Linked DNA regions of Mus musculus: region 2 is linked to region 1. The links are chromatin contacts, called in public promoter capture Hi-C maps. All regions are on one chromosome and are shown on one strand. The core of a region is the stretch at or near the end of the contact, and the rest is flanking DNA. Distances in the headings are between cores, read along the strand shown.

The links. Promoter capture Hi-C pulls out the DNA fragments that hold promoters and counts their contacts.
Region 2: a promoter capture Hi-C map of liver shows a contact between it and region 1, with 2.1 times the contacts expected there. The contact joins the promoter of Ankdd1b here to the enhancer-like site in region 1. A contact is called at or near these places in 10 of 39 promoter capture datasets (the 3T3-L1 cell line, 3T3-L1-derived adipocytes, HPC-7-derived erythroid cells and 5 more), 19 of 484 Hi-C or Micro-C datasets (the AML12 cell line, the C3H10T1/2 cell line, the G1E-ER4 cell line and 13 more), 3 of 115 datasets of contacts at active chromatin or transcription factors (embryonic stem cells and extraembryonic endoderm stem cells) and 3 of 9 other capture datasets (adipose tissue, liver and pancreatic islet).

What each region holds. Positions count from the first base shown.
Region 1 is chr13:96,429,741-96,436,786 of GRCm38.p6, forward strand. It overlaps Ankdd1b (ankyrin repeat and death domain containing 1B), which reads right to left. Exons shown (of 15, transcript NM_001369169.1): 9 at 6,133-6,231; 10 at 3,562-3,660; 11 at 46-144. Among named protein-coding and RNA genes, the nearest start is that of Ankdd1b, 38 kb to the right of the region's middle. Within about 2 kb of position 2,766, at least 68 of the 459 cell types and tissues checked have an H3K27ac peak or open chromatin away from gene starts, as enhancers often do. A contact at or near this core is called in the HPC-7 cell line, bone marrow-derived macrophages, extraembryonic endoderm stem cells and 2 more, where this site is marked.
Region 2 is chr13:96,465,471-96,472,516 of GRCm38.p6, forward strand. Ankdd1b (ankyrin repeat and death domain containing 1B) reads right to left here and starts at 5,749. Exons shown (of 15, transcript NM_001369169.1): 1 at 5,470-5,749. The coding sequence starts at 5,641.

The DNA.
Region 1 (7,046 bases), core at 1,516-4,015:
AATCTCCACTGACATCTCAAAAAACAGGGCAGCCAGGGTGACTACCTTGTCAGTGATTTTCAGGTTGCAGCCAGCCTTCAGCAGTGTCTCCACCAGCTCCACATTTCCAAGATCAGCAGCTACGTGCAGAGGGGTCTGCCGCCTCTGCCATGAGAGAAGTAAACTGTCATGGAAGCACATGCAGGAGAGAATGCCATACAGGTTTTGGGGGGAAAATGTGTAAAGTACATATCCTCATGTGGGGGCACAGGGGACAGTTGTTGCAGCAGAATTTAAAATATTGAAAGATGGGAGGAAGTCATGGTTAGGGGCTGGTGAGATGGCTCAGTGGCTAAGAGGACTGACTTCTTCCAAAGGTCCTGAGTTCAATTCCTAGCAACCACATGGTGGCTCACAACCATCTGTACAGCTACAGTGCACTCATAGACATAAAATAAATAAATAAATCTTTAAAAAAAGACAAGTTATGGTTAGGTCATGGGCAGCCCCAACATCCAGAAATGACCTCAAGCTGCACTGTGTGAGCATTTCTAGATAAAAGCCTGGGACTTGTGAGACAGGTACCCACTACCACAGGAGTCATTTCCCTCATCTCTGGCAGAAGGGACATATGGCTACCTGAGGCACCTATCCATCCACGTATCAAAGCCCACCTGGCCTCCAGGCTCCCTCAGTGTCGCAAGTACCTGTTACACAGGTCCTGGCCCTTCCCACTCCACACCCTCTTCCCCTCAGCTACTAACGCTCCTTAGAATCCGCATGATTCTCTCGCTCTCTTCCTCTACCCCACCCCCACCCCCACCCCCTTGTTCTCTCTGTGCTCTGTCCTCTGTTTCTGGCTATTCTCTGCTCTCTGGCTGTCCACTATTCTCCCCCAGCATGCTCTCGCACTCTCCCACAGATGGCCCTGGCCATGTCCAGTCTGTTTTCTTTTCTCTCTGCTCTAGATTCTTCCAGACGTTTCTGAATGTTCTCTCTCTCTCTCTCTCTCTCTCTCTCTCTCTCTCTCTCACACACACACACACACACACACACACAGACACACACATTCACAATACCCCCACTAATGAAGTGGTCACATCAGCACTTTCTTTACTATGCCCCACCTCATACAGTTAGTTACACGTTTGGTAATGAGACATTATATAAACTATATATAAGTATATAGGAATGCTTGGCAACTATTAAATCAAGTCAGGAGCTAGGTGTGGTCATGATCTGTAGTTCCAGCTGCACAGGAGACTGGGGCTGAAGGACTTATTGAGCCTAGGAGTTTGGGACCCATCTGAGAAGTGTAATGAGAGCTTGTCGCAAAAGGTTCCTTTCAGTGCAAGGTACCCAGAGCAGTCAAATTCATAGACAGGAAGGACGGCATTTCCCAGGGCTTAGGGACTGGGAAATGGGAAGTTCTGTGATGTCACAGAACTGTACACATAAAAATAGTTTAAATGGTAACTAATGTTATATGCATTTTACTATAATAAAGTGGCTTCAAAGATTTTGATAAAAGGAAAAACTATGACATAGTATTAAAAGCTTTAGGAGGGATCTGGAGAGATGGCTCAGCAGTTAAGAGCACTAGCTGATCTCCCAAAGGATCCCGGTTCAATTCCCAACACCCACAAGCTCACAACTGTAACTCCAGTTCCAGAGACCCCCACACCCTTGCACAGACAAACATGCAGGCAAAACACCCAACACACATAACATGAAAACAAATCAATTTTAAAAATAAGCTTTAGGAGACACTACATCTGGCTAAGCTTAATCTATAAACTCAGGGAAAACAAGAAAAAATACATTGATACTATTAAAAATTATATTAAAGATGGGGGAGACTAAAGTCTACTTTATTGCCGTTTTTCGCTCTTTCTCCCATTTTCTACATTATTATGTATTAAGAATTAAAAGACTGAGTTTCTTAGCGGAGTCGCCGCTTTCTATCAAGAAGATCAAAGTGTAACCTATGATCATCACCCCGACCTCCTACAGAAAGGAGTGATGTGACGACATCTGTACAGACAGGAGCTTTGATATGATCCAGACCCACTCCTTCACCAGGCAGAGAAGCCCCTTCCCTGGGTCAAGAGCTGCACAACAGCTTGAAGCGCGAGGTCTCTTCCTACCAAAAAAGGCAAAGCCACGCTGCCATCAGAAAGCATGTAGAAAAGGCCGCCAGCAGGTGGCAGTGTGTGCCTCTCTGAGGGCTCCTCACCCAGCACAGGAACCAACAAGCCTACAGAGAGGTAAACACACCAGCACAGGACACAGGCACAAGTGTGCTGTGTCAACAAAAGCATGCTTTGACAATACCACTCTAAGTCAAGAACACAGGAAACACCACAACAAAAGCCGCCCTTCTTCAGTGGGGTCAAATGAACATTTACTTTCTAAAAACCATTTTTGTATATCCTGATTTTATATACTTTATGCAAAAAAATATATAAATTCCATTATTTTGTATGTATATTACTGATGTAACAAAAGTTTGAATTGATATGGTCAAATTGTGTAACTGATTGGCAGGCATGGATCAAGAATGGATCAAGCCAGTTCTGGAGAAGCCAAAATCATACATGAACACAAGGCTTAGTCTGTGTAGAAAAGATTTGAATCATTACTAAGTTTGAATATGCAAATACTTTTAATAACCAGGGAGATAGGCTCCCAGCTTGTGGGCTGGTGCGACACAGAGAGGGAGGCTGTCTGGAGGAGGGAGGGACAGACTGCCTGTAAATCTCCTTGCCCAGGTCAAAAATTAACCAAGAGGCTGGAGCTGGAAAAAACCTGAAGGGATCCAGTTGTGCTGTTTCAACAGGTAAGGAAATGGCCATAGGGGAGGTTGGGACAGCAGTGCTCTTGCACAAGGCTTTCCCTAATCCAGAAGGCATAGGTGGGGATGGCCTGGAAAAGAGCGACTCAGAGGCTGCTTGTGGCTCCCCACCCCCAGCCCCCAAGGCTTCCCACTGCCTGCATCCCTGGAAGAGGCAGCTAGAAGAGGCTGCCCCAGAGGCAGAAACAGCCAACTGCCTACTGCTTGCTGCTCTGCCCGTTCATCTCCATTGGTGACAGGTGGCTTTTACAGGGTATTTGATTCTGTCCCAGTCCACTGACTACCTGGTGAACTTTTTGTTTGTTTGTTTAATTCTAAGAGGTCTCTTTTACCTTCTAGCATAGGAAGATACTTAATGTGGAAACAAAGCTTCCTTCTTATGGGGACCAGCTTCAGGCCAAGGACAACATTTCACATTGCAGGAGTGGCTTTTGATTTAAAGAACTTCTGGCAATTTGCTTTGTCATTGTTTATCAGAAGCCCTAACTATGCCTATTAAAAAGGAACAACTTTATTACATACACCCAGAATCCCAGCTTTGCCTCTGCAAAAAGCAGCAGTGTGGGGACAGCAGAGAGGTTACAGAACGAATGAAGAAGAGTCACATGTTCATCCCAAGAATGGTTTTAGGCACCTTGAACCTAAGAGAACTTCCTGCTGACACGTTGTGTTGAAACCTGGAAATTTCATGTTGAAACACAAGAGAACAGTGTGTCCAGCCTGCTTACCTGATCTAAGACATCAACATCATGCCGAGCACTTAGTAAGCTGTTCACGACTGCGGGGCGGTTGTTGATAACTGCTAGGTGAAGAGGGGGCTCCTTAGACTGCAGAAAGAAAAGCACCAAGCTTCAGCATTCAAATCCCTGATCTCTGAGAGTTACAACAGTCCACCCAGTGTCAGATCCACAGGAAGCCCTGACCAGTCACCACCATCTGCAGGCTGCCTGTCACTCTGGGCAGACACAACAAGCACCTACTAAGGGCCAGGCTCTTCAGGGCCTAAAGATTTATCTTTTTAACGAAGTGACACAGCTATTTAGTTTCAAAGTTTAAGTGATTTAGAGGAAACGTCAACGGTGCTGGGGTGGCATGTACGTCGAGGGAGGACCAACCCTTCTGGAAGCTAGAAAAGGCTTCCTTGAAGAAATGACAGCTGAGCTCAAACACAGATAAGGACGTGTTAAGAAGGCTCAACTGAGGACTTCTCGAAGCCTTCAGAGAGCCAAAGGACAAAAGGAGTGGCCACAGAGGAGGAAATGTATACACGGCATTTCCTGAACAGATGTGAGCTGCAGGAAGTTCCCTAGATCCATGGCAGGGCGGTGTCCCTGCTTACGTGGGCCTCGGGGCTCCTCTGCGGAGTCTACCCATGGTGGGCTGTGACTAGTCTCAACAGCCTGCTCCTTCATCCCCTCACCCCACCTGGACCTCCTGATCCCTCCCCCTTCTTCCCACCCTCCCCTCTCTATCTCAGACCATCAGACACAGTCCATCACCATACTCTGTCTCAAACGTCCCTGCCATCTCACCTCCACCCAGTCACACTGGCTTGTGGAGCTCTCTGGGAGGAAAGAAGGCAACTCAGGACTGAGGAAGAAGCAATGTACTAAGGGAGAGGGGCAAATGAGTAGGGGAGAGTCAGGAAGTTGAGGACGGGAGTAGGTAGGAGGGGCGAGCAGACAGGGGTGAGTGCTGGCCTGAGTTTCTGGGGACAGAGTAGAGAGGAAGGATGCATGTAAAGGAAGCTGGTTGGGATAGCCTACAGCTCCACTCCAGTGCAGAGACAACGTCCGTCGGGAATAAGCATCAAGCCCACTCCACGAAGCCTCATGTGGTACTAACTAAACACTCAGCACCCCACATTTACCCTGGGGGGGTGACACACACCTTTGATCCCAGTGCTTAGGAGACAGAGGTAGGCAAATCTCTAAGTTCAAGGCCACCCTCATCTTTAAGAGTTCCAGGACAGCCAGAGCTACACAGAGAAACCTTATCTTAAAACAAAACCAAAAACAAACAAGCATTAGGCTAAGCAGGTGAAGTAGCCCAGGCCTGCAATCCCCGCACTCTCAAGACAGAGAGAGGAGAGAAGATCTCAAGTGCCAGGCCAGTCAAGGCTCCATAGGGAATGTCAGGCTAGCTTAGACTACACAGTGAAACTCTGGCTCAAAACCAAGCAGAAAACAACAGAAGGTTAAATAAGTCATCCATGGGAACCCTAGGAGCTGGGCCTTATATCCCCGACTTTATACACAAACAGATCAGTAACTCTGTTAATAACAGGGAAGAGGCAAAGACAGGGCCTGAGCACAGACTTCCCAGTTCTCTCCATTTGCAGAATAGACTGGAGATGAGGGGCAGGAAAGGCTGTATGATATGGCTGAGTGAGAGGCCGTCTGGCAGGGAGCCAGGGGATAAGGAGGCACTGTGAGCATCTGTGGGGGTAACCTGAGAGCTAAGAAGCTGAGAAGCTCTGCTCTGCTTGGAAATCAGCTTCTCCCACCAAGCACAAAGCAAGAGCAAAGACACAGCATCCTTCATCTCCAAGGGGTCGGAGGTCTGGCCAGGGCCACCCGCCTTGCTGGGGCCCAGCTTCTCCCGGGGATGAAGAAACCTCCTTGGCCTGAGCTAGGTAAACACAGAGCCAATCCCTCTAAGTCCATGCTCTAAAAACTTATCAGGCATGGCTCAGGTCATATCCCTCCTTTCAAGTCGGTGCCATAAATAGAAATGGCTTGGCACAGCCAGAGGAAATAATATTCACAGAAGAGAGGAAAATAGAGTGGGAGATAGATAGAGGGATTTTTCTTGTCGGATTCCAGCACAGAGCGCCTGTGTTTGTTCTGCCAAAGTCAGTCGAAACTTCAGAAAAACCTCAGTCAGTAATAAGGGATTGACTTTGAAATAAACCACAAGATCATTCTGAGATGGGGCAATGGTCCATTTTCTTAACATCCCGAAGTGGCGGCAGCCGCAGAGGAAGCCGGAATTTCCCAGACAGATGAGATTTCTACAGGAGTCAAGGCACCTCCAGACACCTGAGACTTACTGCAGCCTATCTGACTCTTTTAAAAACAAAGATTTTGTTTTGTGCAGGGAAAATTTACCCCTTGGACTTTATTTCTCATGATTAAGATTAAAAACAAAAAAAGCCAATGTTCCCCCTAAAAGAAGCCTTTCCTTGTGAAATATCTCATCTCCAGCGTGTCTCTGCCTGGAGCACTTGAACATCCAGCCTTACAGCCCGCCCCCCCCCCCCCCCCCCCCGCACCCAATCCCGTATTGACTGGACTCACTTCCTTCTGCTGCTGCAAATCAGCATTCTCACCGAGAAGAAAGTTGACAAGGGCTGTGTGGCCGTTCCGGGTCGCTGTCTGCAAGGCACTGACATTGAGCTGCAGTGAACAGATGGGGGAGGGGAGGGGATCCCGTTACTGTCCGCATGCGGTTGGTGATTTGGTACAATTATTTAAAGAAAGGAATCCAACGTATTTCTGATCAAGCTAAAGCCTATCATTTTGAAGTGTCCTCTATTGCCATGTGATACGGCCTGACTGGGTCTCCAAAACTCCTCATCCTGATGTGATGAGAGGTGGAGGAGAAACCACTGTGGGCGATCTGCCCCTCTTTAAGCCATGGGAAGACCCAACAAATGGCTTCCAGGAAAGCTGGTGAAGTGTCCTCACCAGTCCCTGACCCTGCTAGTACCCAGGCTGTTTCCAGTCTCCAACTAGGAGAAATAAATGCTTGCTGCTTAAATCACCCAGCTTTGCCGTTTGTGGTTGTTGTTCGTCGTCGTCGTCATTACCACAGGAGCCTAACCTAAGACACTGAGACACTATGACTCAGGTACAGGTGAGTTACATCCCTGCTTCCAGACTCAAGTTTACCACTGTGGTCCCCAGCAAATCCTTTCCTTGAGTTAAAATAGGTGAGTGGCATTGGCCTAAAAAGAAAACAAAAACAAACAAACAAAAAACAAAACCCACAAATGCCCTCAGTGGTATCTGGCTCCTGCCTTTGTTCCAGGCTCTCCCAGGAATGGCTTCAAGGCTTGGCAGGAATTCCACCTATGCAAGGCATTGCTTTTTGGTCCTTTTGCCCGACTCCTTTTGTAACTCTCAGTCACTCCTACTGCCCCTTGCCACTCTCTGGGGCCTACGCATCTTCACTTAGTGCCTGAGCTAAGTGGCACTCAGCTCAAAACTGT
Region 2 (7,046 bases), core at 4,499-6,998, 39 kb after region 1:
AACCCTGAGATCCCCCGCCCCCCGCTGTGCTCTGAGGACACAGTGTATTTGCATGAGTATTTTCCTAAGCCAGGACACTGTGATCTTTTCATGTGGCAAGTGTTTTCACACCTTCAGAACATCCCTGGCCCTAATCAAAGCACTGCTCAAGAAGAGCACCTCCCCTCCATCTCCCCAAAGCCCCACAGTCTTCTGTCAGCCTAACAGGTCAGAGGGCTGCAGCAGACTGACCTCCCAGGGGACGAGATGAGACCAAGAGGGACCTGAAACTGACAAAGACAAAACATCTATCTACAAAACTCAGAATCAGTGCCAGCCCTGTGGGAACAAAATCTTGAAATGAGCTCACTGTTAAGACCCGGGTAAAAGCCAAGAGGAATGAACACGTTTTATTTTCATTCATAAGAAAGAACAGCCAGGTGTGGTGGCGCACGCCTTTAATCCTAGCACTTGGGAGGCAGAGGCAGGCAGATTTCTGAGTTTGAGGCCAGCCTGGTCTACAGAGTGAGTTCCAGGACAGCCAGGGCTACACTGTCTCAAAAAACAAACAAACAAAAACAGAAAGGAAGGAAGGAAGGAAGGAAGGAAGGAAGGAAGGAAAGGAAGGAAAGGAAGGAAGGAAGGACATAAAATTGAATTCACATCTACTGTGAACATGACATCACACAATTCTCTCTTCTCTCTCTCTCTCTCCCTCCCTCTTTCTCACAAACTCACACACACACAAACCTGGTTGACTTTATTAACTAATAAAGACAAGCTTCAAGGGAGGAAGAGGGTTCTCGAGAGATAATCCTAGGCATGGGAGATGAAATCAAAATTGAGGTTAAGAAACAACAGCAGACATTTGACAAAATATTTTGAACTGAATGCAAAGGAAAAGAGGAGGGCTGGAAAGATTGCTCAGCAGTGACAGGCACTATTGTTCTTGTAGAGGATCTGGGTTTGGTTCCTCTTAGGAGAAGAGAACGAACTCCACAAAGCTGTCCCCTTAGCTCCACATGCACACTGTAGCATGCATGTGCTACCGTCACATTATATATTCAACACACACACACACACCTGCACACATGCATGTGCACACACATGTGCGCACACACGCATACCTACACACTTTATAAATGTATAAGTAAAATACATTTATAAAAGAAATGAAAACAAAGAACAAACAACTTTCTACCCACTTCCCAAAAGAAAAAAAAATACCTCCCTTGGTTAACTGCAAATAGAGAATTTCCTCATTTTGAAAGGGCATCCACAAAAAAAAAAAAAAAAAAAAAAAAACCCTGACAACCAACATTATACTTAGTCTTTAAAATCTCCACTTCTTTTGTTCCTAAGATCAAGAATAACAAGAGATTTCCACTGTTACCTCTTCGTTTACATGTAGTGCTGAAAGTTATAGTTAGTACAGTAAGTGAAAAGATACACAGATAAAACAACGGTCTGCTCTAGGTTCAGATCACCTGGTTATTTACATATAAAATCTCAAGCAATGCACAGTGCAGCTCTAGAACCAGCAAATAGGTTTAGCAAGTTTTCTGAATACAAGATCAGCATGTAACTATCATTCCTATTTCTACTTATTGGCAAGTGGAAACTAAAATTTACAAAGCACTATTTACAACTGATCAGAATCCAAAAATACTCACATATAAAGGCAACAAAATATACACAGTTTCTCTGTACCAAAAAAAACTAATGGGTGGAGAGCTGGCTCAGAGGTTAAGAGCACTTGCTGTTCTTGCAAAGGACCTGGGTTCCAATCCCAGCATTTACATGGCACCTTGCAACCGTCTATAACTCCAGTCCCAGTAGCTCCCAAGCCCTCTTCTGACCTTCAAGCACAGGAGGCACAAACAACAGTGCACATACATACAGTCACGCAAAACACTCAACTGCATAAAATAATAAACTAAATCTTAAAAAAAAAGACAACTGTTGAAAGATCTCAAAGACTAAATCATGGGAAGATACAGTAAGTTTCTGATATAGAGTGAAGATCATAAGCTGTTGACTGTTCCAAAATTTGTCTAATGATTTAATGCAATTTCAATGAGATGTCACACAAACATATTTGTAGCATGTAGTTCCTATTAATCTCTGGGCAGACTGCACTCCCAGCCCTGCCTAGGTTCCCATGGATCCAGGGATAAAAGACACACACACGCATTAACTTATTTTTGTATGTCTTAGCTCAATGGCTGGACTCTTCTAAGTCTCTCTTGGCTATCCTGTTCTCCTCTCCACTCTCAGCTCAGTTGCTCAGTTACCTTTAGTTCCAGCTCAACCCCTAAATCTGCCCTTAGTTTCCTCTCTGACCTCCTGCCTGCTACCCCAGGCCCAGTAAGGGAAGCAACCAATGACCAATCCACACTAGATCTCACATGGCTGGTAGCTGGTGGTCCCTCTGAAGCATAGCAAAACCTTTTTCCTCTCCTGTGTCTTCTAGCATGTACGCAGGAAACTGCAAGTCTCACCTATTCTGCCCAGCTCATTGGCTGATAGCATCTTTAGTGATCAATCAAGAGCCAGTTGGGGAACAGGATCTTTAGTGTTCTCGTGCAGATTCCCCATCAAAGCACCAGAACGAACCACCCCCTCCAATAGTGTAGCTATTAACAAGTTCATTAAAAATATATAAAGGCAAAGACAATTTTGAGAGACCAAGCCAATTTTGAAAAAGAGAAGCAATGTTGGAAGAGTCACATGACTTAATTTTAGTGTATAATAACCTTACAGTTATGTGCAAAATCACATTAGTAGGGTGTTTAACGATCTATACGCCGACCGAATAAAATATACAGCCTAAAAATAAGCACTCACAAATATCAGCTATTTTTTGACAAATGTTTGTAAGTTTTGACAACAGAGAGTAGATAATTATTTCAACAAATGGTATTTAAATATTTGGGCACCATATTGAAGCCTGATATAAACTTTATATCTTATATACAAATGGACTATCTATGTAAATGAAGAGCACAAAACTATAACTTTTAGGAGAAAATAAATGAGAAATTTTTCATAGTTTGTGGTTCAACAAGATTTTTTTTGTTTTGTTTTGGTTTTTGGGGTTTTTTTTTTTTTTTTTTTTTTTTTTGGTTTTTCGAGACAGGGTTTCTCTGTAAAGCCCTGGCTGTCCTGGACCTCACTTTGTAGACCAGGCTGGCCTCGAACTCAGAAATCCACCTGCCTCTGCCTCCTGAGCGCTGGATTAAAGGCGTGCACCACTACACCCGGCTTTTTTTTTTTTTTTTTTTTTTCCCCAACAAGATTTCTAACATGCACAACAACAGTATGGCTGCAAATGAAAAGAAGTTCATAAACTGTATTTCATCAAAATGTAAAGCTTGCACTCTTATGGGAAGTACCATCGAGGATCAAAATATGCTGCAGAGCAGGTTATGGAGGTTGTGAATATTTCTGGCAAATGAAATACGCCCAGAATACTTAGCTCTCAAAGTTCAACAACCCAATTTAAATACAGAGAAAAGACTTCAAGAGAACAAGAGGGACCAAAGTGATAAAATGTTACCACTACCATGAGGCAAACACAAATTAAGACTGCCAATGCCATACCAATGCACATTGATCTAAATGCCTGAAATTGAGACAAATACAATATCAAGTTTGTTTCTTAAATGTTTCTTTCTTAGGGGGACTGGGCTTGTTCTAGCTACTATCCAGTGTTAGCAAAATGCCCGAGACAACTGATAAAGAATGAGAAAAGGGCTAATTGGCTTTCGGAGGTCTCATTCCATGGCCACATGGTCAGGTTTTTGGGGTGGGGTGGGAGTGGGGTGGCTGGGCTGTGGTTGCACAAGAGAGCACAGTGAATATGTATGGAGAAGCTAGAAGAAAGGAATAGGATCTGTCATGGAATCCTCTTTGAGGTCGTCTCTCAGTAATATGAAAACTTCCTTCCACTAACTGTAAGCATTCTAAGCTCCACCCCACAGTTACCTGGCAACAGCTAGGTATGTTCCTCCTCACAGTTACCTGACAACAGTCAGGTAGGTCTGACCCACTATAAAAGGGGCTGCTTGCCCCCTCCTCCCTCTCTTGATCTCTTGTTCTCTTGTTCTTTAGCCTTCTTGCTCCCTCTCTGTCCCTTCACCCCTTCCTGCCTCTCTCCCCATTCCCCCCCCCCCCCATCTCTCCACATGCTCATGACTGGCCTCTACTCCTCTATCCACCCCCCCCACCCCCACCCCCGCGCCTTTCTCTGCCTCTACTACCCTCTTAACTCCCCTCCCCATGCCCTGAATAAACTCTATTCTATACTATACCATCCTGGTCCCTCAGGGGGAAGGGATGCCTTGGCACGGACCCGCTGAGACATCCCCTTTCCCCATACCTCACCACACCTCCATAGGACATATTCCCCCTTTTCCTTTATCTTTTTATAAACACATCACTAACCCCACTCACTAAAAGATTTAGCTAGTGTGGAGCTTTCAACCCTTAGAAGACATTCACCATCTGAAGTCTAACCCTCTCCAGTCTCAGTAGCTCTCAGCTTCATTCACCACGACCCTCAATGGCTGGGCCTTCTCGCCATTTTAATCTTAGGGACTCCACGTCTGCATCCGCTTGACTCTTGCTTGTCTCAGTTTCTACCTGAACCTCCCGTGGCTGGTTGTTTCCTCTCATTTGAGTGCCTGCCCAAACATGCTCTTGTCTCCTGACCTAAAGTCCTCCTGTGCCCTGGTGCCACCCAGGTCACTTTACTTGGTGGCCTTTCCCTAAAATTGTCACCCCTGTAACTTCCTTGTTCATGATCCGTCAGCCTCCTCCACAACAGAAATCGAGCCCCACAAACCCAGGAGCTGCCTTGTCCTCCTGAAACATCTCTTGAAAGTACTAGGCCCTAGAACATAGTCCTGGAAGAAACTAAGTAACTGCACATTATATTAAGGAAACGATACACAGTTGCCAAGGCCGGGGCTTCAGGAAAGAGTTCACCTACGCGAGCCCATAGTGTGCCCTGAAGATACACGAGTCCTTTATTTTCCGCTCCTGAAGACTTCCTCTGTGTAGCCTCGCTCAATTTGTGTTATTATTCCCGAGGCATAGCTGATCTATTCCCCAAGCTTTAGAAACCTAAACCCAACAAGGTTAAGTGACTTGAAGTCACACAAATAAATCTGCGCGCAAACCGTGATTTAAGACAAAGGCACAAGGAATTCTTTCCTTATCTGGACAAGGGCTTACTCATTTCTTTAAACAATCTCCTCCTCCGCTTAGAAAAAAACGACCCTCCCATCCAGAGTATAGGGTGTGGATCAACACTCAGTGGTGACAACTTCAAAGCTAAAAACCAGCCAGTAAGGGGGCGAGGGGCAGCATTAGAGAACATCCTGAGGGTTGCCAGGTACCTGTATCCTTCCAGGCTTCAGTGAGTGTCCCTCTAGTTTCTTGGCCTGAGCCCACCCTCTGCCCATCACACCTCATCCCAGGACTCACAGCCCTCATGTCCTGCAGCTGCTGTCTCCGGGTCCTGCACCTCCGGCTTCGGCATCCTGGCCAGGCTCCTCCAGGGTCTGGTGGCTACATCCCTCAGGTTGGCCTTTAGGCCCCTGGCTGCCTGGAGCATCGGAGCCCTCGCTCCGTGGCCCTGGGCACTCTCAGGGTTCATGGTCACCCTTGCTGTAGGGACCCCACTAAGGTGTGGAGCTGGACTGCAAATGCGCCACGCAGGAGCGCAGGACTGAGCCTGCTCTCTTTGGAGCCAATGGCTAGGCACAGGCCCTCCGTTCTCCAGCCCTTCCCTGTCTTGGGCTGGTCTGCGGTGTCCGCCTTTAGGTGTGGCATCCCATGTACTCTAGGGTTTGGCTCTACACAAAAGGAAACGTTTCTAGAAATCTACAAGCCCTCGGAAATGCTCAGTTCATGATCCATCAGTTCCCTGTACAGTTTAAAAATATCTGGGTTTGATTTATAGTCCATACTCATTACTGGAAATTCAATATTAAATACTTCCTAGTTGGGATTCCAGAATTTCCTCCTTGAAAAAAAAAGACTCAATTTTTCATTTGATAGTCATGAAATTACCAGTTTTCTTGGCTGGTCTGTTAGAAATTAAAATAATTCAGAAACAGGTCCAAGAAATCCTGACTCTTCAAATAAACTTCAAATAAAAGAGGTAAAATGACTTTTATTTTCTGTTATGAATTGGTGAGGTGTTTCATTTTAATATAAATTATATAATATTAGGGCTGGAAAGATGGCTCAGTGCTCAGCAGCACTTACCACTCTTGCAGAAGCCTAGAGTTTGAATTCCAGCACCAGCTCTGGATGGCTCAACCCAGCTGTTACTCCAGCTTCAGGGCTCCCAATGCCCTCTTCTGGCCTCAGTGGTACTCACATACAATGAATTTAAAATATATATGATATCGATGTCCATTTAAAGCTTGCTTTGCTTTCTAATTACTGTGCACCAAATTTTCAGTATTAAATTCAAATCAGTGTTTCTCGATGTATCAAGGGAAAAACCCAACATGACAAAGTGTACCTAGCAGAGTTCCATTTAGAACTTAAAAAAAAAAAGGCCTAATCTTTATAGTAGGATATTATGATCAAAACAATAGCAAGTATACGACAATGAATACTAGTAGAAATATAAGGCAGGACTAACATGCAAAGTATCATATGTGAATGGAAAATGGGATACAAAACAATATAAATAAAATCCCAACTACCAGATGAGAGTGTACAGGAAAAGAGTATCAGTATATTAACAGTGGAAATCAGACTAACTCCACAGAATTCTGAACCATGTTATTCTAATAATTACAGCACACAAATCGCTTCCAAACTCCCAACTGGGCTCTCTCCGTATTAAAGCTCTCAACAAGATAAGAAGCATTGTGATTTTATGCTCTGCACGAGTGATTCTCAGTCTTCCTAATGCTGCCTGCGACCCTTGAACACAGTTGCTCATGTTGTAGTGACCCCTAATCACAAAATTATTTCTTTGGTACTTCATAACTATAATTTTGCTACTGTTATGAATTGTAATGTAAATACCTGACATGCAACCT